Linked DNA regions of Macaca mulatta: region 2 is linked to region 1. The links are chromatin contacts, called in public Hi-C maps. All regions are on one chromosome and are shown on one strand. The core of a region is the stretch at or near the end of the contact, and the rest is flanking DNA. Distances in the headings are between cores, read along the strand shown.

Region 1 (7,458 bases), core at 2,572-5,071:
ACTCCTCTACTCAGAACACTCCAGTGGCTTCCTGTGTCACTCAGAATAAAAGCCAACGTCTAACACTTCTCTACTCAGAACACTCCAGTGGCTTCCTGTGTCACTCAGAATAAAAGCCAACGTCTTTACCATTGTTGACAAAGCCCTACATATTATGGTCTCTGCTACCTGCCAAACAACATCTCCTTCTATTCTTCCCCTTGATCATTATCTTCAGGAGTGACCTTCCTGCCAGACCCCTTCCCCTATTCTCTATGCTTAGGATGTTCTTCCGATCTGCATGTCTACTCTATCACTTTTATCAGGTCTGCTCAAGTGACTTTATCATCAGGGCCTTTTCTGATCACCCTAATAAAATAGTATGTGTCCTACCAATCTCTAGCCACTTTCCTGCTTTATTTTTATGGCATAGATTTGTTGTTGTTGTTGTTGTTGTTTAGATAGGGTCTCACTCTGTCTCCAGGCTATAGAGCAGTGGCGAGATTATAACTCTTTGCAGCCCCCATCTTGGGGGTTCAAGTGATCCTCCCACCTCAGCCTCCCAAGTAGTTCGGACTACAGGTACATACCACCATGCCCAGCTAAGTTTTCTTTATTTTTAGTAGAGGTGAGTTCTTGCTATGTTGTCCAGACTGATCCTGAATTCCTGAACTCAAGCAATACTGCAGCCTTAGCCTCCCAAACGACTGGAATTACAGTCATAAGCCTGTAATAGCTGGCTTGACATACATTATTTTTTAGTCATCTTTCTCCCTCCATGGCTATGGCTCAAATGTTTGGAACATATTCAGATACTTGTTGACAAAATCTGGCCTGGCGCAGTGGCTCACGCCTGTAATCCCAGCACTTTGGGAGACCAAGGCAGGTGGATCACCTGAGGTCAGGAGTTCAAGACCAGCCTGGCCAACGTGGAGAAACCCCGTCTCTACTAAAAATACAAACATTAGCTAGCCATGGTGGTTCACGCCTGTAACCCCGCTACTTAGGAGGCTGAGGCAGGAGAATTGCTTGAACCTGGGAGGTGGAGGCTGCAGTAAGCTGAGATTGCACCACTGTGCTCCATCCTGGGCAACAGAGTGAGAATCCATCTTAAAAAAAAAAAAAATCAGAGAAACAGGACCTAGAAAGATAGCTGCTGAGGGTTTGGCATAGAGGGGAGTGGGAATTAGTGTTTAAGGGGTAAAGAGTTGCAGTTTTATAGGATGATAAACAAGCATTTTAGGCTGGGCGTGGCGGCTCATCCCTGTAATCCTAGCACTTTGGGAGGCCAAGGCAAGTGTATCACTTGAAGGCAAGAGTTCAAGATCAGTTTGGCCAACATAATGAAACTGCAACTCTCTACTAAAAATACAAAAACTAGCCGGGCATGGTGATGCACGCCTGCAATCCCAGCTATTCGGGGGGCTGAAATACAAGAATCCACTGAACCGGGAAGTGGAGGTTGCATGAGCTGTTATCATGCCACTGCATTGCAGCCTGGGTGACCGATCGAGACTCTGTCTCAAAGAAAAAAACAGTTGTACTAAGTATTTTTTCAAGCTACTCACAATAAACCAAAGTTCTAAAGATCTGTTGTTCAGCAATGTTAATATACTTAACAATACTGAACAGTACACTTAAATATGTTAAGGTTTTTTTTTTTTTTGAGACAGAGTCTCGTTCTGTCGCCCAGGCTGGAGTGCAGTGTCGCGATCTCGGCTCACTGCAATCTCCGCCTCCCAGGCTTGCACCATTGTCCTGCCTCAGCCTCCCAAGTAGCTGGGACTACAGGCACCCGCCACCACGCCGGACTAATTTCTTTCTGTATTTTTAGTAGAGACGGGGTTTCACCGTGTTAGCCAGGATGGTCTCAATCTCCTGACCTCGTGATCCACCCGCCTCGGCTTCCCAAAGTGCTCGGATTACACGCGTGAGTCACTGCACCCAGCCAAGATGGCAGATTTAATATGTTTAGTGCATGTAAAACTGTAATTTAAAGTAACAGTTAAAAACATAGTTGGGTGCCAGAAACTGTGCAGGCTGCTTTTGTGTTGTCTCTCATCTTAAGGGAAGCTGAACAGAGAAGAGGAAAACAGGTAATCCAAGTTCCCTGGTTCACTTACCCTGCAATAGGTACTCCATCATGTTAATGGTGCCCCCAGTGACAGGCATCATGGTGACTGGAGGTGCCTCCATGGTGTCTAAGTTGAAGACAACACAACTGGACTCAGAGCCCCCAGTCAGGTAAGGCACGGGATATACCTGGAAAAGAGTTCACTTGTTTATACATCAGAGTAGTCGAGAGAGACCAAATCTGTTGTGGCACTGGCCTTCAAATCAAAAGATTCATTCATTTAAAAACATTTCAGTGTCTTACATGGCCAGTTCCAGGAACTGATGATACAGAAATATAAAAAGGAGATCTGGTCATGGAGTTACAGCATTGCCTTCTAGTCTCAAGTTCTGAAACCTCCAAGTTACCTGTGCAATCTTGAGAAAGTCCTGTCTATAACCCCTCACCCTGGGACTCAGTATCTTCCTCATAAAATGAGACCAGCAATTTTTTTTTTTTTTTTTTGAGACAGAGTTTCACTCTTGTCGCTCAGGCTGGAGTGCAATGGTGCAATCTCTGTTCACTGCAGCCTCCGCCTCCCAGGTTCAAGCGATTCTCCTGCCTCAGCTTCCCGAGTAGCTGGGATTACAGGCACCCACAACCATACCCGGCTAATTTTTTTTTACATTTTTAGTAGAGACAGAGTTTTGTCATGTTGGCCAGGTTGGCCTTGAACTCCTGGCCTCAGATGATCCTCAGGTGAGTCGGCCTCCCAAAGTGCTGGCATTATAGGCGTGAGCCACCACGCCCGGCCAAAGGCCAATGATTTTTAACTCCCAAGGTTATGTGGCTCAAACGAGATAATAAAGAGGCAACAAAATTCAGAAGAACTGAAAAGTGTCTTAAGGGACCTTCATTTTTATAGATGAGGACATTGAGACTCAGAGAGGGACAGGATACACACAGCAACTTGGTAGCAGAGTTGGGACCAAACTAGAATCTAGGCATTCCATCGCTCTGAAAATGCCTTTCCCCCATACCCTTTTCTTTTTTGGTGACAGGATCTCGCTCTGTAGCCCAGGATGGAGTGCAGTGGGGGAGTTCCTAGTTCACTATAACCTCGAACTCCTGGGCTCAAGCGATCCTCCCACCTCAGCCTCCCGAGTAGCTGGGACTACAGGAGGGAGAGTCACTGCGGCTAGCCTAAAAATGCCTTTTAAAGAGAGCCAAGGCCAGGCGCGGTTTCTCACACCTGTAATCCCAGCACTTTGGGAGGCCGAGGCCGGCGGATCAACCGGAGGTTGGGAGTTCGAGACCAGCCTGACCAACATTAAGAAACTCCGTCTCTACTAAAAATACAAAAAATTAGCTAGGCCTGGTGGCGAGCGCCTGCAATCCCAGCTACTCGGGAGGCTGACGCAGCAGAATCGCTTGAACCCGGAAGGCGAGGTTGTGGTGAGCTCAGATCGCGCCGTTGCACTCCAGCCTGTGCAACAAGAGCGAAACTCCGTCTCAAAAAAAAAGAGAGAGCCAAGAGGAAGTTATTTTAAAATGATGGTATATAGGTCCTTCTAAGCCAGCATCCACAACACGTGTCCACTTAAACACTAGAAGCACACCTCCTTGAGGCTCTAGTGTCTTCTCGAGAAGTCGGGAATTATATGCACCCGCGCACCTAGGAGCCTTTGAGCGACGATTAGATCCCAGTCCTCCGGTTACCGGAGCCCGGGAAGCCCCCAGACCGGTGGAACCAGCCAACTTCCTGCTCTTCTCACTTCCGGTCGGAAGCCGAAGTCTCACAAACCTCGAAACTGCCGTTCCCAAACGTATGGGTGCCGAGAAGGCCGAAGAGCGTCATTGCGGACAGACAATCAGAAGCGCATGCGCAAAATGCCGGGCTGCTGTAAGAAAGATGGCGGCCTCCTTTGGAGCTTTCCTCCGGGGTCTACCTGGCGCCTTGACGTCACAGGCCATCCTCTAGGAAAATATTTTTAGGTTTGACAACCTGGAGATGTATTTGTGCAGAAAGTCTCTTGGAACTGATAGGACTTACAGAGACTATAATGGGCTTAAAAAGAAAAATGAACTGAGGGCGCGGTGGCTCACGCCTGTAACCCCAGCACTTTGGGAGGCCGAGGCAGGTGGATCACTTGAGATCACGAGTTTGAGACCAGCCTGGCCAAGATGGTAAAACCCCGTCTCTATTAAAAATACAAAAATTAGCCGGACATGGTGGCACGCGCCTGTAATCGCAGTTACTAGGGAAGCTGAGGTGGGCGAATCGCTTGAACGTGGGAGGCAGAAGTTGCAGCGAACCGAGATCGCCCACTGCACTGTAGCCTGGGATACAGAGAGAGGCTCTGTCTCAAATAAATAAATAAATAAATAATAAATAAAAATTTAAAAGTCCGGAAAAGGAGTAGGTCCAGATCCAGGAGTACTCTGCAGTGCCAGACTAAAAGAACACGTGTGAGCTTTAAAAGAACCCTGGTTGCAACATGGAGAAAAGTTTGGGAAAGGAGAGAGCCTAGAGAAAAATGACCAGGCGGGACATGGTGGCTCAGGCCTGTAATCCCAGCACTTTGGGAGGCCAAGGCGGGCAGATAGCTTGAGCTCAGGAATTAAGACCAGCCTGAACAACATGGTGAAACCCTGTCTCTACAAAAAATACAAAAATTAACTGAACGTAGTGGCTTGTACCTGCAGTCCCAGCTACTTGGGAGGCTGAGGTGGGAGGATTGCTTGAGCCCAGGAGGCAGAGGTTGTGGTGAGCTGAGGTAGTGCCACTGCACTCCAGCCTGTGCAACAGAGGGAGATCCTGTCTGGAAAAAAATTAAAGAAAAAAGACCAGTTAGGCGCTTTAGTACAACTCCGGCTGAGAAACAACTGTCAGAAAAAGATTTTAAAAATGTAAAAGAGGAAATTAGCCGGGCATGGTGGAACACGCCTGTAGTCCCAGCTACTCAGGTGGCTGAGGCACCAAAATCGCTTGAACCCAGGAGGCGGAGGTTGCAGTGAGCCAACATCGTGCCACTGCACTCCAGCCTGGGCAACAGAGCAAGACTCTGTCCTAAAAAAAAAAATATATATATATATATATATATATATATATATATATATATATATATGTAAAAGAATTCTTTAATGACTAACCAGAGGTAGAGGCAGAGAGATGAAGGAGTCACAAATGCCCAGATTTCTACCTTGGGTGGCTATTGCAGCACTTTTTTTCTCTAAGCTAGAAAACACAGAGCAGTGTGGGTGAGACAGGAAAGATGAGTTCATATGTAGACACATTGAGCATCAGGTGTCTATGGGACACCCAAATGGCAAAGTTCAGGGGAAAGAAATGGGCTACAGATAGAGATTTCAAAACCATAGCCTCATAGATGGTAGCTAAAAGCCATGACATTGAATGAGATCATCCTGAAAGAGTGTACTAAATAGGAAAAGAAGATTGACAAGGACTGGGCCTTGCATAGCACTCTGGCAGTTATTAGAATTGCATATGCCCTAGGGTTTAGCATGTGCCTCCTGATCGACCTGGTGATGCACAAGATTGGGCAGAGTGACCAGCTCTCAAGTGCTGTAATGATTAGAGGAGGCTGTGAACTTCTTTGGCCTCTCTTTTCCTATACAGACACTAATTGCAGCATAGAAAGTCCAGTGAATTACAGGTCATTTGAGACCCCATAGGGTTTACCCAGATTTTAGCTGGTATTTTGAAGAAGGGTAAATTTTTTTGAAAAGGTAGGGGAGATAGACAGAAAATGGCTAAACAATATGATAATACCTGAAGGAGGCCTGGGGATTATAGGGATGAGTTTCTCTGATAAGGATATGATGCCTAGAGCTTAGGATGGGACTCACTCCTGTACTTTGCCACTACACAGCTGTGCAACCTTGGGTAATTCACTTCCCCTCCCTGAGCCTCAGCTTCCTTGTTTTGTAAAATAGAGATAAATAATAGTACTTTCAAAGAAGTTTGCCAAAATCAAATGAGATGGTTATAAAGCGTTTAGCGTAGTGCTTGGCTTATTGTAAGCACTTAATATTTTTATTTTCTTTTATTTTTATCTAATTTTATTTATTTTTTTAGAGACGGGGTCTCACTGTGTTGCCCACGCTGGTCTCAAACTCCTGGCCTCAAGCCATCCTCCCATCTTGGCCTCCTAAAGTGTTGGGATTACAGGCGTGAGCCATCGTGCCTGGTCTGTAGGCATTAATAAGCAGTAGCTATTAGCGTTGTTTTTTTTTTTTTTTTTTTTTTTTAGATGGAGTCTCGCTCTGTTGCCCAGGCTGGAGTGCAGTGGCGCGATCTTGGCTCACGGCAACCTCCGCCTCCTGGCTTCAAGCTATTCTCCTGCCTCAGCCTCCCAAGTAGCTGGGATTACAGGTGCATGCCACCACACCAGGCTAATTTTTGTATTTGTAGTAGAGATGGGGTTTCACCATGTTGGTCAGGCTGGTCTCAAACTCCTGACCTTGTGATCCACCTGCCTCAGCCTCCCAAAGTGCTGGGATCACAGGCGTGAGCCACAGCATCCGGCCACTATTAGCTGTTATTTTCTTTTATAGCTCTCATTGGAACAGTCACTTGAGTCATATGCTATCTTTTATGTTTTATTTTTATTTTTTTGAGACGGAGGTTTGCTCTTGTTGCCCATGCTGGAGTGCCATGGTGCGATCTTGACTCACTGAAACCTCCGCCTCCCAGGTTCAAGCGATTCTCCTGCCTCAGCCTCCCGAGTAGCTGGAATTATAGTCATGCACCACCAGGCCCAGCTAATTTTGTATTTTTAGTAGAGATGGAGTTTCTCCATGTTAGTCAGGCAGGTCTCGAACTCCCAACCTCAGGTGTTCCACCCGCCTCGGCCTCCCAAAGTGCTGGGATTACAAGAGTGAGCCACCGTGCCTGGCCTTGTTTTTGTTTTGTTTTGTTTGAGACGGAGTCTCGCTCTGTCACCCAGACTGGAGTGTAGTGGCGCAATCTCCACTCACTGCAACCTCCACCTCCCGGGTTCATGTCATTCTCCTGCCTCAGCCTCCTGAGCAGCTGAGACCACTGGCACCCGCCACTACGCCCAGCTAATTTTTTGTATTTTTAGTAGAGACGGGGTATCACCGTGTTAGCCAAGATGGTCTTGATCTCCTGACCTTGTGATCCACCCGCCTCAGCCTCCCAAAGTGCTGGGATTAGAGGCGTAAGCCACCATGTCTGGCGTTTGTTTGTTTTTTTGAGAGATGAGGTCTCACTGTTGCCCAGGGTGGAGGGTAGGGGTGTGACTACGGCTCTCTGCAGCCTCAACCTCCTGGGCTCAAGCGATCCTTCCACCTCAGCCTCCCAAGTAGCTGGGACCACAGGGGCACACCACCATGCCTGGCTAATTTTTTTTTTTTTGGTAAAGATCGAGGGTCTCCCTATG
Region 2 (7,458 bases), core at 2,464-4,963, 73 kb after region 1:
TTATAGAGCCTATACCTCGACTCAGCTACAGACACCTGGTTACCCACTCTGCCAGCTGGGAAGGAACAGACACTATTTCTCCTTTGCCTGCCCCCAGCTGAATTCAGATATTTCCTTGGGTTTACACCTGAGAAGACGATACAGAAATATAGCCCAAGCAGCCCTGGACCTCCAGCCTTGGAGTGGGCAGGGTGGAGGGGGTGTGAGTGAGTGGTGCCATACACTTGTCTGCCCATCATGAGCTGGGCACCACGCTAAGTGCTTTACACATCTGATTGTGCCAGTTCCTCCCAACCACCCAGGGAGAAATAGTTTCTTCTTTGGAGACAGGGCAGGGAGGCTCAGAAAGGTCCTCTTCCAAATGGGCACAATTCAGATCTGACTCCATGGCTGGAAGAGTTCACAAGAGTCAGCTAAGCCAACAAGGGGCAACTAGTCACGAACACTTACTAGGTGCAAAGAGCAGCGCTGGGGATGAGACCTGCAGGGTATCTCCAGCAAGGGACTGTTTCACATCATTGGGACCAAAGCTCCTACATGGAGAAGGGGGACTGGAGGAGGGTGTGCAAGGGGACTTATCTAGTGGGGGAGGAAGGGCTTCCCTGAAGAAGAAATGATGTCTGAGAAAGTTTGTTTTGTTTTGTTTTGAGACGGAGTTTCACTCTGTCACACAGGCTGGAGTGCAGTGGAGCAATCTCAGCTCACTGCAACCTCTGCCTCCCAGGTTCAAGCAATTCTCCTACCTCAGCCTCCTAAGTAGCTGAGACTACAGGTGTGTGCCACCACATAGGGTTAATTTTTTGTATTTTTAGTAGAGACGGGATTTCACCGTGTTAGCTAGGATGGTCTCGATCTCCTGACCTCATGATCCACCTACCTCAGTCTCTCAAAGTGCTCAAATTACAGGTGTGAGCCACTGCACCCAGCCTGTTTTATTTTTTTTTGGAGACAGAGTCTTGCTCTGTCACCCAAGCTGGAGTGCGGTGGCATGATCACGGTTCACTGCAACCTCTGCCTCCCAGGCTCAAGCAATCGTCCCACCTCAGCCTTCCAAGTAGTTGGCACACACCACTATGCCTGGCTAACTTTTGTATATTTTGTAGAGACGGGGTTTCACCATGTTGTCCAGGCTGGTTTTGAACTCCCGGGCTCAAGCAATCCATCTGCCTCAGCCTCCTAAAGTGTTAGTATTACAGGCATGAGCCACTGCATCTGGCCAAGAAAGTTATTCTGGAGCCTAATACTACCAGTACTAGAGTGAAGTCCTTGGAACTTTCTGAAGATACACACATCTGAAGGCAATGAGCTCCTGAAAGGGAGTGTGTGGTGAAGTGACAGGGAGTTAAGGGAGCTGCACGCCTGGGTCGTCTCTTGGGCCTCGGACACCTGACTCAAAGATCGGCACCCTGCTGTCTTCTAAGGATGCCACTCAAAGCAGAAACCATCCCAAGGTCCTCTTTTTTCAAGAGAGAGGAACACACAGAAACCTCCCAGATATGCCAGGTGAGGTGGCTCATGCCTGTAATCTCAGCACTTTGGGAGGCCAAGGCAGGTGGATCACCTGAGGTCAGGAGTTCGAGATCAGCCTGGCCAACATGGTGAAACTGTTTCTACTAAAAATACAAAAATTAGCTGGGCGTGGTGGCACGTGCCTGTAATCCCAACTACTAGGGAGGCTGAGGCAGGAGAATTGCTTGAACCTGGGAGATGGAGGTTGCAGTGAGCTAAGATCATGCCACTGCACTCCAGCCTGGGCAACAGAGCAAGATTCCATCTCAAAAAAAAAAAAAAAAAAAAAGAAAAAGAAAAACCTCCCAGACAGCACCAGTTTTCTCCACTGAGGAAACATGGCTTCTGTGTAAAGATCCCTCCCTCAAAGCCTTCTCTCCCTAGACCAGTTCCCAGGCACTGTCCCAGAGAGGGGTGTACAGTGTCTGATCTCAGGAACAGGCCCGGGCACCCCCTTGTGAGACACTCTGGAGAAAGCTGTGCATGCAATGGCCACATTCTGATAATAGCAAGCAAGTTTCATGCAGTTACTATGTTCCAGTCACGGTGCTTCAGCCTTTGCTTGTATTCTGAGTTAATTCTCCCTACAATCCCTTGGAGACACTGTAAAATCCCCATGGGAAGAAACTACAGATCAGAGAAGTGATTACTGGCTAAGCCACACACAGCAAGTTAGCAGGAGGGCTGGGACACGAACCCAGCCCGCTTGCTCTCTACTGTCCAGGTGTTCTCAATAGTAACATCATTTCCATCTTTCCAAAGTCGTCACACCGCTGAGAAGCTGCAGAAGAGCCATTCCTCCACATGGCGCTCCTAAATCATGGCAGGGAAGGGTAAGCAAGCTAACAAAAACCAGGGCACAAACCATGTACTGACGGAGGTAGGATCCCCAGAAACCACTTTACTCAGAGAACAGCAGGGATTTTCCTGGGGTCACACAGCACTCCACCAAATCCCAGGTCCAGAATACAACCTCCACCACACTCTAGGCCTGTAAACTAAAGCAACTAGAAGCTCACAGTGCCATGCAATCTCCGAAATCATAAGGCCAAAGAACAAGCTATCCACTGGGGTTGGTGAAGAAAGCCTCTGAGCCCATCGTGGGCCTCAAAGCTCTTCCTGTAAAATGGGGCTATAGCCTAGCTTGTATTTTGCTGGTTTAGTCCTGAAGACTTAGATTAAAGGCGAAAAAAACTCAGAGCCTAGTATCTAGTAGGTGCATAATAAATGATAAGATGTCCATTATCGCTGCTGCTGGTGGTGGAGGAGTGCGAATTGTCAGTCTGGTTAGGTCCAGCCTAATTCCCGGCCTCCCTGCAAAGCCCCTGCGGGCTATGCCCGGGTGCGAAGGCGGGGGGGCGGGGGGGAACGGCGCGAAGGGAGGGCGGGGGAGGAATTTCTGGAAAACAAACTTCTGGGCCCTCAGACGACTTACTTAGCAGGGCGCAGCCTAACCCGCGCTTGGCTTCGGAAGCCGCGAAGGGGGTTGTCCCCTCTCTCCCGAGCTTTGGCTGCCGCCGCCGCGTACCGGGCGGTCAGCCAAGCCCCCAGAGCCCCTGCGCTCTCCCTCCAAAGCAGGAGTGCTGGGGACAGGGGATGAGGTCGACTTTCGCTGGCCAGTCCCAGGTGCCTACGCCCCGCACTGGGGGACAGGAGCCGAGACGCACCCCAGGAAGGGTCCTCTGCCCGCCGGCCCCCGCGAAGAGGAAGGGACTCCGCGGAAGGGGGCGGGGAGGAGGAGTGGTCGGGCCGCTCCGGCCGGGATTTGCCTGGACTTGAAGACGTTCAGGAGCCCAAAGCCCGGAGAGCCTCCAGAAGGCTTCTCCCTCATTGGCCAGGAGTCCGAGGGAGACGAGGAAGGATCCGCGGCCCCGGGGGGGAGGAGGGAGGGCGAGAGGGAAGGGGAGAGGGAGAGGGAGAGGGAGGGGGCGGGGGAGGGGGGAGGGGTGTCGAGGGCCGCGGCTGCCAGTTGATGCAACCGGGGTCCCGGGTTACGCGCTCGGTTTTCCCTCCCCGAGCCCGGGACACACCGACTCAGCTCCGGACAGCCTGCGGCTCAGTCGCGGCTCGGGGTTTCGGGGAAGAGGGGCGTCGCGCGGCCGCCGCTTACCTCTCCGGGGCCCGAGTCGCCGACGCCGCCCGGGGCGAACCGCAGGTAGTCCTTGAGCTCCGCGCGGCACTCAGAGTCCGCCACGATCATGGTGCGCGCCAGGACCCGGTCGCGGCTCGCCGACGACCCGTGCACCCGAGCGGGTTTCGGACGGACGCCCGAAGGAAGCCGGGACTGGTCGCCGCCGGGGAGCTTCTAGAACCCCCGGGCGTCTCTCGGGGCTCCAGAATGCTCCGGAATCCGAGAACCGCCGCTGCGGTGCTGGACTCTTCCCCGAGTCGGGCTTTGGGAACGGCGAACGGCCTCGGGGGCCGGGGAAGGGCCGCAGCGCAGGGGTTTTCACGGCCTCGGAAGTCCGCAGGGGCCAAGGTTGCTCGCGGACCCACCGCTCCTCAGCATCCCCGCCGCGGAACTGCCAGCGCTCGCCGGGCTCTGACACCAGCGGCTCAGCCCGCTGCGGTCCCCGGGGGAGGGCGGGGACACAAAAGCCCTGCGGTCCAGCCAATCAGAGGTCTGTTCCCTCGGGGAGGTGGGGGAAGCTCCGCCCCCTGGAGTCGGTGGCTCCGCCAATCAGCACCGGGAAGAGCCCGGAATTGTGGGAGTTGTAGTCCGCCTCGGGCGAATGTTGCAAACTTTTGCAAGACGGTTTAGTCAGATCGCTGGCAATACCAGACAGTAGTGACAGCCAGAAGAGTCATTAGGGTTGCGTGATGAAAAGGGACTTCACTGGGCTAGGCCAAACAGGCGAGTGTGAAATCTCCTAAATCAATTCTTCATCTTTTCAGTTCCTGGAGGGACTGGTTTGGGTTAGGAGAGGTTTGGCTCCCGTCCTATCCGGTGCTGCTAATTATAGAACTGAACCCCAGATGTTTAGAGGTCAGAGGGCACAACCCTGCTCCCCCTAGTCTCGGGGAAGCTCCAAAGATGCCAGACACAGGGGATTCACCGTATTTGTGGAGCCTCAGGAAAAGCCTTCATGCCTTGAAATGTCATTGGTAACTTTGTGTCGAACCTCAATCCCTATTGCTGAAAGTTTTCTTCCTTCTGCTACCAGTCCTGGCTTCCACCCCTGCCACCCTCCTCGAAACTTTGTAACAAGGTGTTCTGCTGGATCTTTGCTCACCTCTCCCTCTGGCCACTCCTTCTCTGACTCCTCTTTCGCTACCCACTCCCTAAAACGTGGGTGCTTCCCCAGTTTCTGTTTTTATCCCTCTTCCCTCCAGACACTCTCCCTGATCTCATCCACTTCCTGGCCTTCAACTCGTCTCTTGCCAGAAAGTTGCCTCTACCAATACCTCAGCACCTCCAAGCTAAATTCATTTTCTATTCATTTCAAACGGAGCCTCTTCTGTCACAGTTTTCCTTCGGACCTCCTTTTTTCTTGTTTCCATTTTAAAGTTATTGTTTATTCTAGACAGGGAATCCTGTCAGGGGTGAGGGTGGATAAGACCCCCAAGTCTCCCTCTGAGACTTCTAAGTCTAGCCTTACAATTCCAAAGACGAAATCAAGATCGGGCCATTGCACTCCAGCCTGGGCAACAGAGTGAGACTCCGTCTCCTGCCTCCAGCTTCTTGGGGAAAGGAGATTCATCTCACCTTCCCCTGAGCTCCCAAGGCACTTGAGCTGGATCTCTTTTAACATGTATCACATTCTACCTAGTTTTTTTTTTTTTGTTTTTTTGTTTTTTTGTTTTTTTTTTTTTTTTTTTTTTTTTTTTTTTTTTTGGTAAATAGAGACATATGTCTCAATATGTTGCCCAGGCTGGTCTCAAACTCCTGAGCTCAAGCGATTCTCTCACCTCAGCCTCCTAGAGTGCTAGGATTATAGGCATGAGCTACCATGCCCGGCCACATTCTACCTTGTATTGTAATTTTCTATGTACATGTTTTATCTGACCCTTTTTTCTTTTTATTAGTATTGTTTTTTAGAGATGGGGTGTAGCTCTGTCACCCAAACTGGAGTACACTGGCATGATCTTAGAACACTGCAGCTTCGAATTCCTGGGCTCAAGCGATATTCCCTCCTGAGCCCCCCAAATCAGTCACTGGGGTTACAGGTGTGCACTACTGAGTCTGGCTTATCTGATCTTTTTAATTATAAACTCCTGCCGGGCGCGGTGGCTCAAGCCTGTAATCCCAGCACTTTGGGAGGCCGAGACGGGCGGATCACGAGGTCAGGAGTTCGAGACCATCCTGGCTAACACGGTGAAACCCCGTCTCTACTAAAAAATACAAAAAACTAGCCGGGCGAGGTGGTGGGCGCCTGTAGTCCCGGCTACTCGGGAGGCTGAGGCAGGAGAATGGCGTAAAAACCCGGGAGGCGGAGCTTGCAGTGAGCTGAGATCCGGCCACTGCACTCCACCCTGGGCGACATAGCGAGACTCTGTCTCAAAAAAAAAAAAAAAAAAAAAAAAAAAAAAAAAAAATAAACTCCTTGAGGGCAGAGTGTACATCTTTTGTTTTTTTTTTTGAAACAGAGTCTCACTCTGTCGCCCAGGCTGGAGTGCAGTGGCCCAATCTTGGCTCACTGCAACCTCTGCCTCCTGGATTCAAGCAATTCTCCTGCCTCAGCCTCCCGAGTAGCTGGGATTACAGGCAAGTGCCACCATGCCCGGCTAATTTTTGTATTTTTAGTAGAGACGGGGTTTCAACATGTTGGTCAGGCTGCTCTCAAACTCCTGACCTCGTGTTCTGCCCGCCTCGGCCTCCCAAAGTGCTGACATTACAGGTGTGAGCCCGCAGGGTCTACATCTTGACATCCATCTCCTGCCCTATGTCACCTAGCAAAATGTCCTGTCAATCATATGCCTTTGGTCACCGAATCTTCCTTTGCATTAACTTACCCTCTAAACTACCCTGTGTCAGCTTCAGTTTTCATTTGAAAAATTTACTATGTAATGTCAAAGTCCAGATCAATAGGCTTTACTGGTATTTCATCAGCTACAGAATTAAGATCAAACTCCTTCGGCGGGCATGGTGGCTCATGCCTGTAATCCTAGCACTTTGGGAGGCCAAGGCAGGCGGATCACCTGAGGTCAGGAGTTCAAGATCATCCGGGCCAACATGGTGAAACCCTATCTCTACTAAAAATACAAAAATTAGCTAAGCATGGTGGTGCACACCTGTAGTCCCAGCTACTCGAGAAGCTGGGGCAGGAGAATCACTTGAACCTGGGAGGCAGAGGTTGCAGTGAGCTGAGATTGTGCTACTGCACTACAGCCTGGGTGTCAGAGCGAAACTCTGTCTCAAAAAACAAACAAACGAAAAGATCAAACTCCTATCTTAACATTCAAGGTTTGCCAAGATGCACCTTAATTCACCCTCCCATTCTTATCACCTGCAACATCCATGTTTCTTGTTTGGCCTTAAAGTCTTTCTTTCAGAACTCTTCCTTGCAAATCTCTACCCATTGAAATAGTAGCCATCATTCAATGCCTTTATTCCTGTTTGTGGCCTGAAGCAAGACTTTAAATGACACAGCCTCCAGAAAGTTCAGCTGAAAGTAATCTCACCCAGTCCTCAACACCTTCAACACATTCTTTTTATCTCTTTCTACCACTGATCTCCAAACTTGGTGTATGCTTGATATCATGTGTATATATCTCACCACTTCCCTCCAACTGATGATAAAATCTCTTATTGACCACGTGTGCAAACTGAGGAAACTTGAGCTCAGAAAGGTAAAATTGGCCAGGCATAGTGGCTAACATCTGTAATCCCAGCATTTGGGGAGGCCAAAAGGGAGGATTCCTTGAGCCCAAGAGTTCAAGACCAGCCTGGTCAACATGGAGAAATCCTGTAGTCATAAAAACTACAAAAATCAGCAGGGTGTGGTGGCA

What was found. Hi-C and Micro-C count contacts between places; a contact is called where the count stands out from the background.
Region 2: a Hi-C map of fetal cortex germinal zone shows a contact between it and region 1, with 1.9 times the contacts expected there. The contact joins the promoter of SESN2 here to the promoter of MED18 in region 1. A contact is called at or near these places in 2 of 14 Hi-C or Micro-C datasets (CD4 T cells and fetal cortex germinal zone).

Annotation. Positions count from the first base shown.
Region 1 is chr1:212,601,014-212,608,471 of T2T-MMU8v2.0, forward strand. MED18 (mediator complex subunit 18) reads right to left here and starts at 3,822. Exons shown (of 4, transcript XR_013404864.1): 1 at 3,652-3,822; 2 at 2,103-2,241.
Region 2 is chr1:212,674,335-212,681,792 of T2T-MMU8v2.0, forward strand. SESN2 (sestrin 2) reads right to left here and starts at 3,714. Exons shown (of 10, transcript NM_001261068.1): 1 at 3,620-3,714. The coding sequence starts at 3,709. LOC144334749 (a long non-coding RNA gene) reads left to right here. Exons shown (of 2, transcript XR_013404942.1): 1 at 1-453; 2 at 2,234-4,037.